2 separate regions of the Rattus norvegicus genome follow, and region 1 is linked to region 2. The links are chromatin contacts, called in public Hi-C maps. All regions are on one chromosome and are shown on one strand. Each heading gives the region's core, a stretch centred on a gene start, on an enhancer-like site or on the middle of the called end of the contact. The rest is flanking DNA. Distances are from core to core; before and after follow the strand shown.

Region 1 (2,869 bases), core at 199-2,698, 350 kb before region 2:
ACACATCTCTCCCTTAGAACAAATACTGGTAGAACAACAGCTTTAAGATTTCATATGCACTGAGAACCAGTGTCTGAACAACCTAAGTTTTATTCCTCCATTTCCCGTCGGCAAACCTTAAATGAACAACACCTCTCGGCATTCTGATATCACCCGGACATTCAATCTCCTAAGAATGGTAGCTTTACTTCACCAAATCAGTGCCGTCCACTGATTATCACGTCCACTTCTCTGGCATGAAAAGCAAATTTATCAATTTTTTCATCTTCCTTAAGAAGTGGGTCTCTAAACTAGTCTCAGATTCCGGGAAGAGAACTTACAAAGAGATTAGCTCCTAAACCTGGAATACAAAAGGCACACGGGAGAAACCTGAGGCTACTTGTTTCAACAGCCAGGGGACAGTAGATGCAATATGTATTCAAAAGGTAAATGTTGAGTCCCTGGAAACAAGGTTTTCTTCTAAAATAACCAGGGGCTGCGTGAAGGACGTCCAACAACTGAAAGGAGGCGTGCAGGTTCCAGCTGGGATCAACCCAAAGATCCAAAGGTTGCCAGGGCACAAATCCTGCTGGAAGGGATGCTACCGCAGGGTGGGTTTTTAAGATGGTGCCTTCTCCCGGAGGCCAAGAGGCGTGGACCCGAAGGCTTCAGCGCGCCGGGCTAGTGTCCACACGGTTTCCGGACTTGGAGCTCAAGTTTCATCGGGGAGAAAGGAGGAGGCGGCAACATACATCCCGGCATCCTAACCTCAGCCCAGAAGTCCGCGCTCTCCGCTTCGGCGCATCAGCTCGGAAGTAACGGTTCCCGGGGCACGCGGGGCTCCGCGCACCGAGCTCCACCGCCAGCCCTGGGGGCCCAGCGCGACGACCCGCGCGGCCTCGGGGACGGGAAGCCAGCGGTCGGCGCCCTGTTCGCTTTCCCTGCCCTTCCCGGGCCTCGCCCGGGGCGCGGCGAAAAGTTTCCAGGCAAAGTCCGCGGTGGCCGCTCGCGCAGCCAACCGCCCGGCACAACCGCCTTGCCTAGCCTCGCCTCGCCTCGCCGCCCGCGCCCGCCCCGCTCTGCCCCTCGCTCGCCCGCTTCACCTACCACAGAGCCGGGAGAAGAGAAGCAGGGGAATGAGCAGCAGCAGCAGCGGCGGCGGCGTCGGGGCCGGCAGCAGGAGTCCGGCCGCGGGAGGAGACGCCGAGGAAAGTTGTGCTTTGCCGCCTCCAGGACACAACAGGGCCGGGCCCGGGGTCCGCGCCATGCCCGCCTTGCCCCGGCCCACCCGCTCGCCCGCGCCCCGGCGCCTCAGGCTCTGGGTGGCGGCGGCGGCGGCGGCCGCGGCGCGGAAGGGCCAGCGCGCGTGTCCTCAACCCCCGGCTCCTGCGCCGTCGCCGCCCGCCGCCACTCGGCCGAGCGCTCGCGGCTGCCTCGACTCCGCCGTCGCCGACGCCACTGCCGAGGCTGAAGCGGGAGCCGCCCGCCGCCGCCGCCGCCGCCACTCCCCTCCCCGCGGTCCCCGCCCGCCGCGAACTCCTGGGAACTCGGAACGCACCACCCCGCCCTGCGGGAGGGGGAGCCGCCGACCCTCACTACCCGGACGAGCCCGCCCTCCCCGCCGCCCGGCTGCCCGGACGCCTAGACACCCCGCCGAGTCTCCTCCCACCCTCTCTCCCCACACGCTCCTCCCACTTCAAAAAAAAAAAAAAAGAAAGAAAAAAAACTTCATCCACTTGGAAAACCGGGCTTCTCCCGAGGCTAAGCAATCTGGACCAGGAAAGGCGGCCCCGCCCCTCGGCCCCGCCTCGTCTCTCCCCTCGCCAGCGCTTGAGATGGTCTCGCCCACTCCGCCCCTCGCGGGGCCGGGGCCGCCGGGGCACACCGAGGCGCTCTGAGGCGGAGGGCTGCGGGACTCCCAGTCCTGCCTTTCTCTCCTCCTGAGTGTGGCGGTTCCCCAGCGGGACGGGGAACAACCGGGAACGGGGGAGGAGGGAGTTCGGGGAAGGCAAGGTGCGGAACCCACTCTCCGCTGGTCCGTGCGGGAGGTGCTTAATTTGGGAAGCTGGATGCCGCGGGGCTGGACCAGCCTTCTCCCTCCTCACCCAGGCGTGGGGACTGAAAGGAGAATCTCCACTCCTCCTTCCTCCCCAGGGGCATCCTGCCTCGCTGTCCTGGCCGCGCGTTGGCCCAGGCGTTTAACCTTCCTTTTTTTCTCTGGGAGGGATGCTTGTTGGAGAGGTCAGCGAATCTGCCTGAGGACAGGAAGGGCCCCGGAAGGTTTGCTCTTTAGCTTTTGCTTCTCTTGGGCTGCCTTGCCTGGTTGTCCACTTTCTGCGCCAGGCGACCGGCAACAGGAGGCCATGGATTTCTCCCACTGCGAGGGCTTCGAGTGTGGTCTTGTTTTCTCTTTGATCGTTCGCATGTTCGCACGTGTAATTTTATTTTCTCGCTTGTTTCTCTTTGAATTAGTCTCCGAAAAGTGACCTCGGGAAGTATTAGACATTTACCCTTAAAAGAGGAGCGCCTGTGATTCACCATAACCCTCCCTCAACCCCCAAAAGCTTGTCTGCCCTGCCCTCCTCATATACCCGCCCGGCACAGCCAGAGTGACTTGACCTTGAAGCCCCAGTAACTGTAGTGGGAAGGAGATGGATGAACAGTTTGGGCTATCTGCGGGGGAGGTGGAAGCGGAGGACACTCTCCTAAGGCTGGACACCATTAATTTTATGTTGGTCCTAACATCTCCACCAGATAGCTATAGATGTGCTCCAATAAGAATACCATCAGCCACCCAGAGAGAAGCCTGTGGCAGCTAAAGTTAAGCTTGCCTGGTGCCCAAGACAACGCTGTGCTCAAGACTTTGAATTACTAGGATCTCCTCGTCTCA
Region 2 (2,723 bases), core at 105-2,604:
AGTGCAGTAACTTGTGCTACTGAGTTCTAGATAGCTGCAAATCATAGGTACTGGAATTAAACATTAACAAGAAGAAAAAAATAGCCTGATTCATTCTATGAACCAAACACAGCTCATAGTAAAACTACTAAAATGAACTTAGGACATATTCAACATATGACAAGCTTTGATGCATGTTTTCTTAATTTTTATTTATAATATCCACTCTTGGCACCTCCATTTTAATTTCTGTTGTGGAATTAGGTTAGCAAAGAGAAAGTAGCAAAGCTACCATGCTCGCTGTAAATTATGACGATCGCATTTAGCTATGATGCAATGCAATGCATCAGAATGACCCCTGCAGTTCAAGGTCTATATCAAAGCGTGTCAAAGGACAAGCATGGGTGACACTCAGTCCTTAGATCCCATTCAGTTTTTAAAAAGAGTTGTGTTCTTGTCTATGTCTCTCCTGTGGAAGCATTCCGTTATTTTCTTCTTGTCTCCGTAGTTTCCTCTGGTTCACGCTTTTTATAGTTTCATAAAGCATAAATATTTTTTGTAACCCTCTCATCTTGTCCCCAGTAAATGGACTTTTTGTACGGGATATTGAAATTCCCAAATTCTCTTCTACTATAGCCCCACATCCCTCATAAAGTACTTTTTCTGACAGGAAAATCTCTCCCTTTAAGCATCTTTTATTATTTGTATTGCTTGGCCACCTGCCCTTTATCAAATGACAGAGAATGAAATCACACTCCCCTAGAAGCTTCTCTTTCAGAGGTGGTTTATAAAGTACAGTCGAAGTAGATCTGGCCCAAGGTGAGATTTTTAAATCAATCTTCTCTCCGGCTTCTCTCTGCAATGATGGTCCAGATCCTCAGCTGCACCCCCAGCCCACAGGCATATTTTCACGTGCGCTAAAATACATGCAACGGAGAGATGTGATAGGAAGATGCTTAAGAGCTGTGAGATAAACATGATAGACTAGAGCCTGAAGGGCCTTCCGCTGCCTTGTCTTGGGAACTATCTACAACAAAAGGTAAGAACCTCTTATCAGGACGGCAGATACAGTACTTGATCAGTTTACCCTTGGTCTTGATGTTCCCAGGACTACATAGAATGAGGGGTGTTAATATTCCCCTCAAATCTCTAAGGAAAGATGTGTGGCTGATGAAAGAGTAATGCTGCTGCAGCAAATGCAGCCACTTGCAAACACTGGGCTATAGCAAAAACAGCATTTATTTCATTCCTTTCCTACAATGTGGCAGAATCTGCCAGGAGTTTTTTTCTGCCGTTTGAATAGAGGTCAGCTGGGCAGCACCAATGCTGGATGCTGGAATTTAAAGTCTTTCTTTGCACAGTTAGCAATCAATGTGGAATGTAGATGAAAATAATACATGGTGCTGGTGGTTGGAACACCTCCACGCTCTGTCTGTATGGCTGGTGCTTTCTCAGAAGATTGCGGCTGGCTTCTGAGTAAAAGGGCCCTATGGGAGAGCCAGAAGAAACCAGCATCCACGTCACATTTTTCTCTTAATATATTGCTTGGAACAACTAGCTAGAAGACTGCTAAAGTTCAAAGAAGGAGAAAGAGAATTAGTTCATAAGGGGTGTGTGTGTGTGTGTGTGTGTGTGTTTTAGGGTAGAGAGGATATATTACCAAAAGCAATGATATGGCCAGTTTATGCAAATAAAATTGTTCAAAGGACTCCAGGTCTTGCAGGAGTCCTGGGAACATTAGGGTTAAGGACTGATGAGGACACAGGTGATGTAGCTCTTTAATGTAGTGGTCCTAGTAGAAGTGTGTCTCCCTCACCCATTATATCGAAGGGAAGAAGCCAGGTTAGAAAACAGGAAAGGAAGAATGCCATATTCAAATCTTCTAGCACTCTAGGAATCCTCGGAATGTTGGAGGCATTTATGAGAGAGATGGCTGTTTTCCATTATAATTTCTGGAGCAGGCCAAATTTGAGTTCACCTGCTTCTAGGCTGGTAAGGCTAATGGCAAAGCAGGGTAAGAAAAGTGTCCAAAAATCACAAAAATAACTTCAATCACTGGAGGTCTCTTTCTCTCTCATAACAATGTAGAATTGCTTTTCTTCTTAAATGTATCTTTAGATAGAATCCTTTTTGATATTCCTTTAAAATATTAAAATGTATCAAATCATTTATTTCCTTTATTACAATTATATAGAAATTCAACACCTTTAATGTTTTATCTTATGCTACTATTTTGTGTTATGAATATATTCTTATTTTGGTGTTTATCTATTCATATAGATGTTATGTCTTCTGTTAACCAGTTCACTTCCCAAAAGACATTACTTTCATTGTCATGACCTAACTAACAGCATTACTGCAAGACAAGAGATTCCTGCTGCCCCTACTGGCTCATAATATGTCCTTTTATTCCTAATTGATTCACTACTACATCGTTTCTTCCTTAGGGACTTGAGACACTTCAGGACACCAGAGGAGGCTGGAAACTCTTGGTGAAGTTGAACCTAACTCATCTTCTTATTTTTCAGCCATGTAAGGGTATCCTTGATAAGTTTAATAGATTAGTAACACTTAATAGTGATATGATCAAACAGTTAAAGTAAGCACAATGGTGCATGGATTTAACCCCAGAACTCAGGAGTAGAAGCAGGCAAACCTCTGTGAATTTGAAGCCAGCCTCATCTAGATTGTTAATGCCAGCCCAGCCAAGACCACGTATGAGGATTTGTCTCAAAAAAAAATTA

What was found. Hi-C and Micro-C count contacts between places; a contact is called where the count stands out from the background.
Region 1: a Hi-C map of the A7r5 cell line shows a contact between it and region 2, with 5 times the contacts expected there. The contact joins the promoter of Nectin3 here to the enhancer-like site in region 2. A contact is called at or near these places in 3 of 12 Hi-C or Micro-C datasets (the A7r5 cell line, kidney and liver).

Annotation. Positions count from the first base shown.
Region 1 is chr11:67,825,523-67,828,391 of GRCr8, reverse strand. Nectin3 (nectin cell adhesion molecule 3) reads right to left here and starts at 1,448. Exons shown (of 6, transcript NM_001399228.1): 1 at 1,087-1,448. The coding sequence starts at 1,246.
Region 2 is chr11:67,471,477-67,474,199 of GRCr8, reverse strand. No RefSeq gene overlaps it. Among named protein-coding and RNA genes, the nearest start is that of Nectin3, 350 kb to the left of the region's middle. Within about 2 kb of position 1,354, at least 5 of the 93 cell types and tissues checked have an H3K27ac peak or open chromatin away from gene starts, as enhancers often do. A contact at or near this core is called in the A7r5 cell line, where this site is marked.